2 separate regions of the Zea mays genome follow, and region 2 is linked to region 1. The links are chromatin contacts, called in public Hi-C maps. All regions are on one chromosome and are shown on one strand. Each heading gives the region's core, a stretch centred on a gene start, on an enhancer-like site or on the middle of the called end of the contact. The rest is flanking DNA. Distances are from core to core; before and after follow the strand shown. Region 1 holds the start of LOC103647530. Region 2 holds the start of LOC103647534 (fasciclin-like arabinogalactan protein 7).

Evidence for each region. A called contact is a pair of places that touch in the nucleus more often than the background predicts.
Region 2: a contact with region 1 is called in a Hi-C map of ear, with 2.9 times the contacts expected there. The contact joins the promoter of LOC103647534 here to the promoter of LOC103647530 in region 1. A contact is called at or near these places in 3 of 25 Hi-C or Micro-C datasets (ear, endosperm and tassel).

The regions. Positions count from the first base shown.
Region 1 is chr2:194,566,822-194,572,850 of Zm-B73-REFERENCE-NAM-5.0, reverse strand. It overlaps LOC103647530, which reads left to right and starts at 2,628. Exons shown (of 4, transcript XM_008672055.4): 1 at 2,628-3,067; 2 at 3,179-3,215; 3 at 3,330-3,451; 4 at 3,582-3,983. The coding sequence starts at 2,819. The coding sequence ends at 3,644.
Region 2 is chr2:194,712,621-194,718,023 of Zm-B73-REFERENCE-NAM-5.0, reverse strand. It overlaps LOC103647534 (fasciclin-like arabinogalactan protein 7), which reads left to right and starts at 1,583. Exons shown (of 2, transcript XM_008672057.2): 1 at 1,583-1,909; 2 at 2,388-3,802. The coding sequence starts at 1,793. The coding sequence ends at 3,242.

The sequences.
Region 1 (6,029 bases), core at 1,379-3,878:
ACGTTTAATATTTGCAATATTTGCAGACGTATTTGGTTGTTAGTCTAGCCTTAACATGGCTAGATTTCTAGACCACGCTATACGTGGCAATGCTAGTGCAATGCAGGGCAGGCCTGGTTGATTCTAATGGATATACAACTTGTGCTAGATTAGAATCAGTTTGGCTGTCTGATTTTGTCTTGTCTTTTTTGCGTTTCAAAATTTACATGGCAAATCTGTTATATTTTTGTTCGTGGCTTGACGATAATACATTTTAACTAAGATATTTAATAAAATGAGCTACTCCCTCCGGTACCGAATTAGAAGTTGTTTTGGACAAGGTTTGAGTGAAACTTATAAAACTTTAACTATAAATAACGATTTTATTATTTAGTTTTGAAATCTAATAATCATATGTGCCGATTTATCTTAAAAATCATGTTTTAAATGTATTAAGAGCTTATTCCTATTTTAACAATAAAATATTAGTCAAAACTATATTTTGGAGAACGTGTCGCTGTCCTAAAAGACTTGTAATTTGATACTGGATGGAGTAGTTGAAAAGGTATTTCGATTTCTGTGCATAGAAGTTTATGTACTGGACTAGCATGGCTACCTAAGAACTAAGGACTAAAGTTTAGCCCGTGTCATATTAGATGTTTGAATGTCTGAGTATTAAATATAGTCTAATTATAAAATTAGTCACATAACTAAAGACTAGACATTGAGGCATTTTAAAAATAATTAAATCATGGTTAGCAAATGTTTATTATAACACCGTAAGAACGAATTATTAATTAATTAGGCTTAATATGTTCGTCTTATCGTTTAGTTCTCATCTGTATGATTAGTGTTATAATTAAACTATATTTTAAACTTTCAACTAGCATCTAAATGGCTAAAATTTAACCCTGTAAGAGCAACTCCAAAAATAACCCCAAAACTACCGAAAACATGTTTTCGGGGGAAACATCGTTTTTCCCTCTTCCAACATGGCTATCCGCACTCATACTACTCTAAATTTCTACTCTAAAAGGAATATTCTATCCCCGTCAGCAGTCATGTTTACTCTATACCACAATCCTCTGCAGTCATGTTTACTCTATATCTCAACTCTATACCAACTATCACATATTATATCATTTCTTTTTAACTCTATTCTTTTCCCAGCCAACAAACCGCTTCCTTCTCTCCTCCGATCTAGGCGTTCCGGCACTCTGCAACAGTGTTTCGAGTAAGAGCTGCATGTACTCTGAAAGTAGCGTTCCTGGTTTCCTCATACCGTTTAGAGTAACTCAAACAGTTCACCACTGCGGCAATTTTTTACTGCATATTCAACTCTATATTTATAGCGTTCTGGTTAAAGTTCATCACTGCTCTTATAGCCTAAAACGCAAAGTCACCCCAACTTTTCGCAGCCACGTATCCGCGGCGTTCGATCCCGCATATATATGCGTGAGGCGAGATCCTCCCTCAGTCCCCTTGCGCGCGCCATCACACTCCTTTCCCATGTCAATTTTTCATCCTCGCGCAATTTGGTTGGTGGCGCCATGGCAGGAGGCGGCGGCGGTAGAGGTTTCAACTGTCCCAGAGGTAGCGGCAACGGGAGAGCTTTCAACGGTTCTGGAGGCGGAGGCAGCGGGAGAGCTTTCTACGGTGTCGTACGAGGCGGCGACGGAGATGCTGTGCAGTCGTCGGCATCTCCTGAACTGGATCTACAGCCTCACGTTCACCGCGACGGCTAGAGGATGCGGGAGGTTCCTCCAATGGCAGATGGGCGGCGCTGTAGATCAGGTCCTCGATGTCTGAGTGTCCCTGCGAGGTGCATTCGAAGGTGGAGGTGCATAGGACGTGATGGAGTCGACGACGGACCACTTGCAGCGCCCATGTTCGGATGCAGCGACAGCCTCCTTGTGTCCTTCGAACTCGCGACGAGAGAGAGTGGTATTCAGGACTGCTTGCTTACAGGAGAGAAATAAGCTAATTTCTCAGAATCTTAGAAGCTGATTTTACAACAGGATTGCTTGCTTACAGAGTTGATCAACTAAAAAAGCGCTATGGTTCAGAATTCAGCAGTACGTGTAGTAGTGACGACGATATGTGGTAGGCATGCATCCCGTGAATCTGTTCAGCGGTATACGCAAAGGAATCTTGTCCAAACAGCCAAGCCATGGCCCACTTGTTTGGTTTCAAAAACTTTAGGGAATACTTATTAGCAGTCTGATGTGAACTTAGATTGTTTTCAAGGAAAATATTATTTCAACAGCCCTAATATACCATTTTGGAAACAAAATTTTAGCGGAGGTGCTCTAACTAAACAGTCTACACTAACAACCTTTCTGCACTACTAGCACCCCTTCCCGTACAACTTCGGTTCTGAACTTCTGTGTTAACAGAATAGCTGGGGAGGGGTAGAGAAGTAGAAGAACATGCAAGGAACAGGATGCGAGGAAGAGCCCAGCAGCAGCGGCAGCCAGGCAGGCGGCGGTGTTGAAACTTGAGAGTTGAGACAGAAGAATTCAGTTATTACAATGTTGATGATTCTTTCAGCGTTACATACCCCAAGCTAGGCACCCACTCTGGACCCTTCAGGCGAACATTCTCAGTTCGAGCCCTTTTACTGCGCCTTGGCCCATCTGTTGTCTCATGTCTTGGCCCATCTTCCACCATCTCTTTACTTACATTCTGGTCTGCGGGGCAGCCGACCTCACCGACGGCGGAATGACAAAAAGGACAATATCAACGACGCCGCGCGCTTCAACGCCACAGCCCATCCTCTGAGACAAAATAGGATAAGGAGACCCACCCGGCACGACTGCTCTCCGCACCCGCAACGCCCATGGCGTTCGCCGCCGTCCTCCGCGCCCGCCTCCTCCCGGTGCCCACTCCGCTATCCAGCTCCTCGCCGCCGCCATTCTTCGCCCCTTCGGCCTACGTCCGCGTACCGCGCCTCACAGCAGCAGCAGCGCGCACCGTACGGTACCGACGACGGGGCGGGCGGCCTCACCGCGCGGCCGCGGCGATTACAGCGTCACTCGACCTGACCGAGGACAACGTCCGGGTGGCCCTAGACGAAGCCAAATCCGAGGCAAGGAAACTGAACCGATTCCCCTTCTCTCCTCACCCCCCCATCGGATCGAAGTGCCGTTGCAGGCTTGCAGCCTCGAGCTAATGCTGTCGCTGGTCTTGTGCGCGTCAGCTAGGGCAGCTGTTCGACACGTCGGTGGGCATCACAGGTGAAGGCCAGGCCGAGCGCTTACCCCAGAAGACGCTGTACTGCTTACTTTACCAAGAAATGGATTGTGACCAGTGACTTCTCCTTCCCGTGGATGGTTCTTTGGTGGCTGCAGGGCAAGTTGACCTCGCGGAGTTGGACGGGCCGTTCGTGAAGCTCCGGCTCAAGGGCAAGTTCTGGCACACCCGCGCCACCGTGGTCGCGCGGATCGGAAACTACCTCAAGAACCGCATTCCGGTGAGGGTTTCTGCTGGAGTGCTTGCGTTCCTTTGCTTCAACAAATAATAATGGGGTGGGCCAGTGCAGGAAATGGGGAGAGTGTTGTTTAATCAAGGTGTAACATGGGGCCCGCCTATTGTTATTCCAGGAAATTTTGGAGGTGGAGATCGAGGACGAGAAACAGCTGGATGATAGTCCCGCTGCTTTCTGAGGGGTACCGCACGATCACCAATTTAGTTCAATGCTGTGTGTGATTCATCAGTATGTGCCAATTGTGAGGTTCAGGAGAAGGGACACGTTTTCAGTTTTCAGAATTAGTACTGGTTCAGGGAGAATTCTTATCGGAGGCTACCTTTCGTACACAGTTAAGTATGGTACTCCTTACTCTGCTAATGTCAAAACTACAGACTTATGAACACATGAATTCCAATCAACATTTTCTGGCTGACATGACAAGAGCATTCATCATCCTCGATGTGTAAAGCTGAATCTATGGATCTGAGTCTGAAGGAGCGAATATACAGACCTGAATTTTCTGTATTTCCCATAATCACAGCTCCAGCTTCGGGGAATTTGCAGTTGCCTTTGTGGTTTGCATTATAGCATATGCACATTGATTGCAGATATCCAATATTTGGAGGTGCTTGTTCTATTATTACGAAGAAGCTGCATGGTATTACAAAGAAACAAAATGACAAGACTATGGCTGACACTAGTCATACTCAATTCTTGCATTTGAGCGCCATCCATGATTTGTGAAGACTTCCATCGCTACCACTTCCAAAGCTTGACAAACATCGTTGTTGTGATTCCTCCTTTTGTAGAAATCTCTAAAATCTGAACCAGTGAGTACATCTAAAAATAACCTGCACAACTGATGGGGAAGCTGCCCTAAGTGTCCGTTTGGTTGGATTTTTGGGGCTGTTTTCGCTTCTCAAAACCCAAAAGTTGAACCAAATACCAAAGGAGCGAGCTGTTTTTGGCTTCCTGCTTTTTTGAAATAGGCGGAGTGAAGAACTTTTTCACGGTTGTTTCAAGAGAGACATAGATAGAAGGTACTTGTTATAACTAAACGGCTAAACCCGAGAGGCTCCATGCCGTTATAGACACTCGCTCTATAGCGGTAGTATTGACTTACCAGCCAACTACCGTTTGCGAGGCTCACAAATTAGCGAGGAAAAATCATCACTTGCTTGGTGAAGTTTCTTGAGTCGACGTGCGGCTGTGGTGTCGCTGATCGTCTCACGTGTGCTTGGCCGGATCGAAGACTGGGAGATAGCCCTCTCTGTGCTCTGTAATTGCATCATAGAATCTGAAGTGTGAGGAGTTAGCCTTCCTTGACCGGATCGATACTCGTGCACAATCCTAAAGACACTTCCTCGCCGAAATGCGCTCTTGCTAAAAGCTTCCAGTCTAGGAGGCACATTGTTGTATCACTCACATGTACTTGATATCGACAGATTGTCCGGTGAATGCTAGTATCATGGTTTGGTTTCCCCCAAAACAAAATCCGAAACCTGCACGGATGGTTGAAACTCTTATGTACTTAAACTTAACGAATTCATTTCATCGATCAAAATCATGCACCGAAACCGCCGAGGAAGGACGATGTCTACGAGGGCTCCTTTGCAACCCGAGCATTCCAATGAATTCTTTCTTATATAGGTGCATGATTCGGGGGTGGAGGATCCAGCAATCCTGGTGACACCAAACTCGCCTCTGCTGAAACACCAGTCACTGCACCCTGGAACGCCAAACTCGCCGCTTTGGGTCGGGTGCTTGGCTGTCACTTGTCAGGAGGGCAACACATGAGGCAGACGGACCTGGACAAACAGTTGTCACCTCTGCACAAACATAATATGCAAGGCTGCAACTCTGCAATGATCTCACAGACAGGCAGACGGTACTCCTACTAGTACTGCTACCACTAAACAGGTGGCCATGCATATTCGTCTTGCAAAGTCCAAACCGCCATGATCGCTCTCGAGACGGGTGTTAAACCCCACTGCGCACTGATGGCACTGGCCACTAACCATTGGTGACCAGAACGGAACCTGTCCTGTCACCTTTGCGGTGGTGCTGCTGTTCTCCCTCAACCAGTTCCAGAGCTCGATGGCGCCGTGGGCTCTTGGCTACTATCTCCAGCAATATCCCTGGCCGGTTTCGGTCCTCTATACTCGCCTTTTATATTTTTTTCTAAAAGATTTTTTTTATCTATGTCTTATTTCTCTCCAACAGCATCTGTTATATCTCATCTATATTAATGATATAATTTACTTTTAGTTTTGTTAAATCAGTTGTTTGTAGTATTAAAATGGATGAAGAGGGGGAAAGAAAAGCTCTACACATGTAGAGGACTCAACGACGGCCTCTATACCTAGAGGACTGTTTAGAAGATATTGTTGTAGATATATAGGACGGCCGCATCCTCTAAATTTTAAGGTAGAGAAATATTTAGAGTATCGGTTGGAGAGAGTCTAATCATTTTACTAGGGGTGCGTTAAGTGAGGGAATCTTCACTTGATTGCGTCCAGATCATCACTCTCGTGCGGGGGCAAACCTCCATCATTGAGCTGGATTCTTTTTGCACGGGGAG
Region 2 (5,403 bases), core at 334-2,833, 150 kb before region 1:
ATTATACTGCAGCAAAGTCGGTTTCCGTTAATAGTTGACACAAATGCTTTAGCTGTTTTTTTTAGGATTGGACACGGCGGCATTCGAGCCGAGGGAGGCCCAGCCCGTGTTCGACGCGCACCCGTAATTTGGCGGGAGTCCAAATCGATGGGCCAACCTGGGCTTAGTTTGGTCTACCGAGTACCGACATCACCCACACCACAGAGCCATCAGTTTGAGTAACCGTTGAGAAACTTCTCATCGCAGCCCACGTTCCCCCATCCCCGCTCTGCGACATCCGAAACTTCAAAATCGATTTGTCTCTATAGATTAACAAGCTGTGTCAAGTAGCCGCCTCACCGACACTTCAAAATTAAGTAAGGTAGTGAGCTCACATTATCAAATCCACTTGACACCTCATACCACTGATGGCTCAACTTCATTATATATCGATTTCTGAAGCAATAAAATGTTATATGTACATTAAGGGGGTGTTTGGTTTCTAGGGACTAATGTTTAGTCCCTTCATTTTATTTCTTTTTAGTATATAAATTGCTAAATATAGAAACTAAAATAAAGTTTTAATTTCTATATTTGGTAATTTTGGAACTAAAATGAAATAAAATATAGGGACTAAACATTAGTCCCTAGAAACCAAACACCCCCTAAGATGTACATAAATCATTCCATTTAAAAAAACCAATCATTTCTATAAAGATCATTTTTTTCTCGTGAGCTGATGACAATTTGTGTCATTTTCTCGTAGCCATGTGCTTGTCTACCTCAAGCAAAACAGTTTGGTATTAGTATACTTTGAGTGGCATATGCAAGTTGAAGGAATCCTTGTGTGGTATAGACAAAAAAAAAGGAGCATTGGTTACGTCGTCAGGATTATTAACCGCAGCGATGCACTAAGCTGACTCGAAGTCTTCCATGAATAATAGCCTTTTGTAGGTAGCCGCTGCTAATCTGCTACTGACTTTTGTAGCTGTACTGTACATGTGGTGTGGACTCCACATCAGTGAGTGAGTGACCAATAGTTGATCCAAACCGGAGCTTCTTTGGTCTGCCCTCAAATGGTCAGATGAAATCTTTTGATACCAGTTTTGCGTCTCATGGATCTCGATGTCAGACATCGAATAAACAAGTTTACAGTTTCTCGCACTTCTCGTGGCCTTGCACTTGTACAAGACGAGTTCAAAAGCGCAGAGTGCGCGCAACTGGATTCGAGAAAGAAAAAAAAAAGAGTCAGAAGCGCTCGATGCAGCCGGGTGCCAGTTTGCAATTGACCCTGCAATAATAAAACTGAAGCGCGGTATCCTATTCGGCAGAAAAGGCAAACACTGCATGCTTTCAGCAAAACACCCACACACAACAGATCGTGTCTGAAATACAGTAGTTTCTGAAACGTGGTCTAATTGCACTGCTACCAACTAACGAGCGAGAATTGTTTCTGAAAACGGGGCCTAACTGTCCTACTACCACTCATGGAGGAGCAGTGCGATTTACTCAAGAACGGACCAGAGAGGGCCAGGACAGGCAGCAGAGAGGGACTTTCAGCGATCAAGCCGATCAGCAGTTCAGCGCGCACCTTCTTCGCTGAGAGCGCGCGGGCACCAACTGCTTGCCCCCGCCCGCAACCGCAACAGCTGCTACCCCCATATGGACATCTCAATATTTGTTTTATTTTTTTAATATATTTGTATATAATTATAATTAGAGTAGCGTGGAAACCTATATACACCAAAGTCTCATATGCACCGTTTTTTTTTTTAATTTTGTTAGTTCGTGCAATTGCTCATATACACTGGATATGTTCCCTTTATATAGCACCCCCTCTATCTCTACCCAGCTCTCCTTCGAGCTGCCACCCCTCTCTTCTCGTCTTCTTCTCCCGTCCCCTCTTCCCTGCTCTGCTGCGCTCGACCAGGTTTGCTCCCCCCTTGGATTTTGTCATGTTCTCCTGCATTTGCAAGGAACTGTACCTGGTTATGATGTTCTTGTCGTCAGTCGCGTGCAATTGTCAGCTTGAGAATTACCGACTCTACATGCATTGTGATGCCTTTTGTATTGGTTTCAGATCTGAAAGTTCTTTTCTTTTTCTTTCTCCTTTGCCTTTTTGTTCAAGCGATTGTTCTATCCCCCGTCTCGTACCATGATCTGGCTGTCGCTAGCACTCCTACAATACAACGAACCGTCTAGACAAACTAGCAGATCCAACGATCTATCTTGTATCCGAAGTGAGACCGTTTTTTCCAAGAGATAGCGAGTGAATTAATTAGCTCCCGAGTAGACCAGTAACGTACGGCACCATTCGATAATAGCATTTGATTCGAACCCAGAAACATTTGGACATTTTGATCAATCAGATCAAGTTGCTAACTGTACTTTCTGCGTGATCTCGTCAGGGGCTTCAACCAGAGAAGCGAGCAGAGGATCAGGCGCGCCGCGCGCCAGGCAGCCGCTGCTTGATGGGGTCCAAAGCGGTAATTCTTGCCGCGGCTGTACTGGCGGTCCTCCTCTCCACCCCGGCATTGGCTCAGAAGGGTAGCCCGCCGGCGCCCGTGTCACTGCCGCCGGCCCCGGCCCCGGCGCCGGCGCCGCACTACGTGGACCTCGCGGAGCTCCTGAGCGTGGCCGGCCCGTTCCACACGTTCCTCAGCTACCTGGAGAGGACCAACGTGATCGAGACCTTCCAGGGCCAGGCCAACGACACCAAAGTGGGCATCACCGTGTTCGTCCCCAAGGACTCGGCGTTCTCGGCGCTCAAGAAGTCCACCTTCTCCAACCTCACCTCCGACCAGCTCAAGAAGCTGCTCCTGTACCACGCGTTGCCCAGGTTCTACTCCCTGGCCGAGTTCAAGAACCTGAGCTCGCTCAACCCGGTGGACACCTTCGCCGGGTCGCCCTACACGCTCAACCTCACCGACGACATGGGCACCATCTACGTGCAGTCCATGTGGTCCAGGCCCAAGATCGCCAGCAGCGTGTACGCCACCAGGCCCGTCGCCGTCTACGCGCTCAACAAGGTGCTGCTGCCCATGCAGCTCTTCAGCAAGGACCCGCCGCTCGCGCCGGCGCCCGCGCCCGCGCCCGAGTCCGGGGCGTCCGATGCCCCCAGCCCCGCGGCCGCCGGCAAAGCAGGCGGCCTGACGGGCGGCAAGGGCGACTCGACGAGCGCCGCGCACAGCACCGGCGCCGTCGGCGTTGCCAGCTCCTTGCTGCTCGCTGCAGCAGCGCGCTTGATTCTCCTGTGGTGGTGACCGGTGACAGGCTTGTGGGTTCTTGCCATTCGTGTGAGCACAGCATTCGTGCCTCCCCACGGCCACGCTTGATTTCGTTTTGAATGGGTTGCTGGAGTAAATTCTTTTGGACATAAAGTAGGCATACCGTTAGGATCGAGTTGGAGTATTTTTACGTCACATTACATCATTACTCTCATAATGTCTAACATTTTTTTATCGACGGATGATTGAACGGATGAACACGAGAAAAAAGTTTTCACTGCAACCACTTTTCCTCTAGTCCATCTACGCAGCTGGCGATCGAAAACATTTTGATAGCTGTTAAAGAACTAAAACTGCTTCACACCTCACCTCTGGCTCTGACTGTTTCACCTAGTGACCTGTTGATGCCCACTGGACACGTGGGAAATGTCCCTGTGAGAGGTCGAGTCTACGCCGCTGAGTCGTTCCTGGCAGGAACAACATGCTCAAGATTACAACTTTGTTCAATATGGTGGCTGTACACTGAAAGGATGGCGCATATGCTATACACTATTTTATTCGAATTTTCAACTTGGGCTGGTTCCTGCCTAAAGAAATACTGAAACTTCCATGTGCATTGAGCATTGTTTGCTGTTCCCACATGCAACCAATCTTTGGTCCAAAGATGAATCAGATCTTAGGCAATCGTTCAGTTCTCCATTTGACTCAGAATATTGTTAGCTACTTGATTATGTAAGCTTAACAGCATGCGTCTGTTGTGTAGGAATAGCAACTGGCCAGTATTGTGAAGTCCAATTTTGCAGCATACTTTGAGTGCCAAGTTGTGTGCAATCCATCGTAGACCGTCTCGAGCAAACTTTGATTGTGCAAAACACTATTTGTATAGTAGAGTACATTGTTTACATAGTAGAGTTTTGAAATAGAAGATGTGATAGGAGGTAGGATAGGAAAGCTGTTGACAGGCATAATGAGTGCCACTGCGCAAAACGTCGAACCTACTTCGCACCTAAAGATTAGTAAGACAACAACAAATATCTACGTTCATTCATTCTAAAAACGGTTGAAGCCAACAACAAACAACATGTCAAGCAATACGTTCAATATATAGCTAGTGGAATTTTGCTATACCATTACTTCAATGGAAATATGGAATGGGCAGTAAAATCAAGACTACGACCTGCATTGAATTTACTTTCATCTGTCAGACGAGCAAATGCAGCAACAAGGGAGCATGAAGCTGCCAATGCTGGCAAGCAAGGAACCTGGCAATCAGCAACCTCCTACCCTGATGGTGATGGATGCAAACCGGTGTTTCCAATAAAAAGAAAGCCTCGCTCAGCCTCTGAAACATCAGGTGCCAAGTGTTTGAACCAAAAAAGAGCTGGCGGACGGTCCGGCCCTGAGGCCGGACGGTCCGCGGTCCGGACAATCCGCGCCTATGGGCCGGACGGTCCGCGCGTGCGCAGAACAGATTAGGGTTCCAAGTTTAGTGCTACGGTTGTTAGCTATATTCGCGGGATTAGCTCGGAATCAGTTGTGTAAAGGGTCCAGCCCCCTCTTCTATAAATAGAGAGGTCTACGGCCGATTTGTATAAACAATCGAATCAATACAACTTCTATTCGCATTTTATCCTAGGAGTAGTTCTAGTCTAGTTTAGGTTTAGCCTCTCAATTCCCAAATTCTCCGCCTCTCCTCGACTCTACGTCGATTAGAGGAGTCTAGGTCGGCCTGCCCGAGCCTAGACAACTCCTAGGATCTCTCCTCCCCGACGGGGTCCCTCCCGGGAGCGAGATCCAGGCGCCGTCGGCGATTTCCGCCGCCCCTGTGCACGCGCGGACCGTCCGGCCTCAGAGCGCGGACCGTCCGGCCGTCAGGCAGGGAATCCAAGCTCCTGTACCAGGTCGCGGACCGTCCGGCCCCAGGCCGCGGACCGTCCGCGCCTGACCAGAGAGCACCGCCGCCTCACGCCAGGTCGCGGACCGTCCGGCCCCAGGCCGCGGACCGTCCACCCCTGACCAGAGAGCACCGCTGCCGGTTCTTCTTGAGTATTTGGCGCTCCGAAAAGGTGTCAACATACTTTTTGGCGACTCCGCTGGGGAAGACAAATATAGACGCATCAAATCGGCCCTCAATGGCCGGTTCAAGAGATAGCTCTGATATTTCCCTAAGCAACATCATAGAGCCGACTTGGGAGAC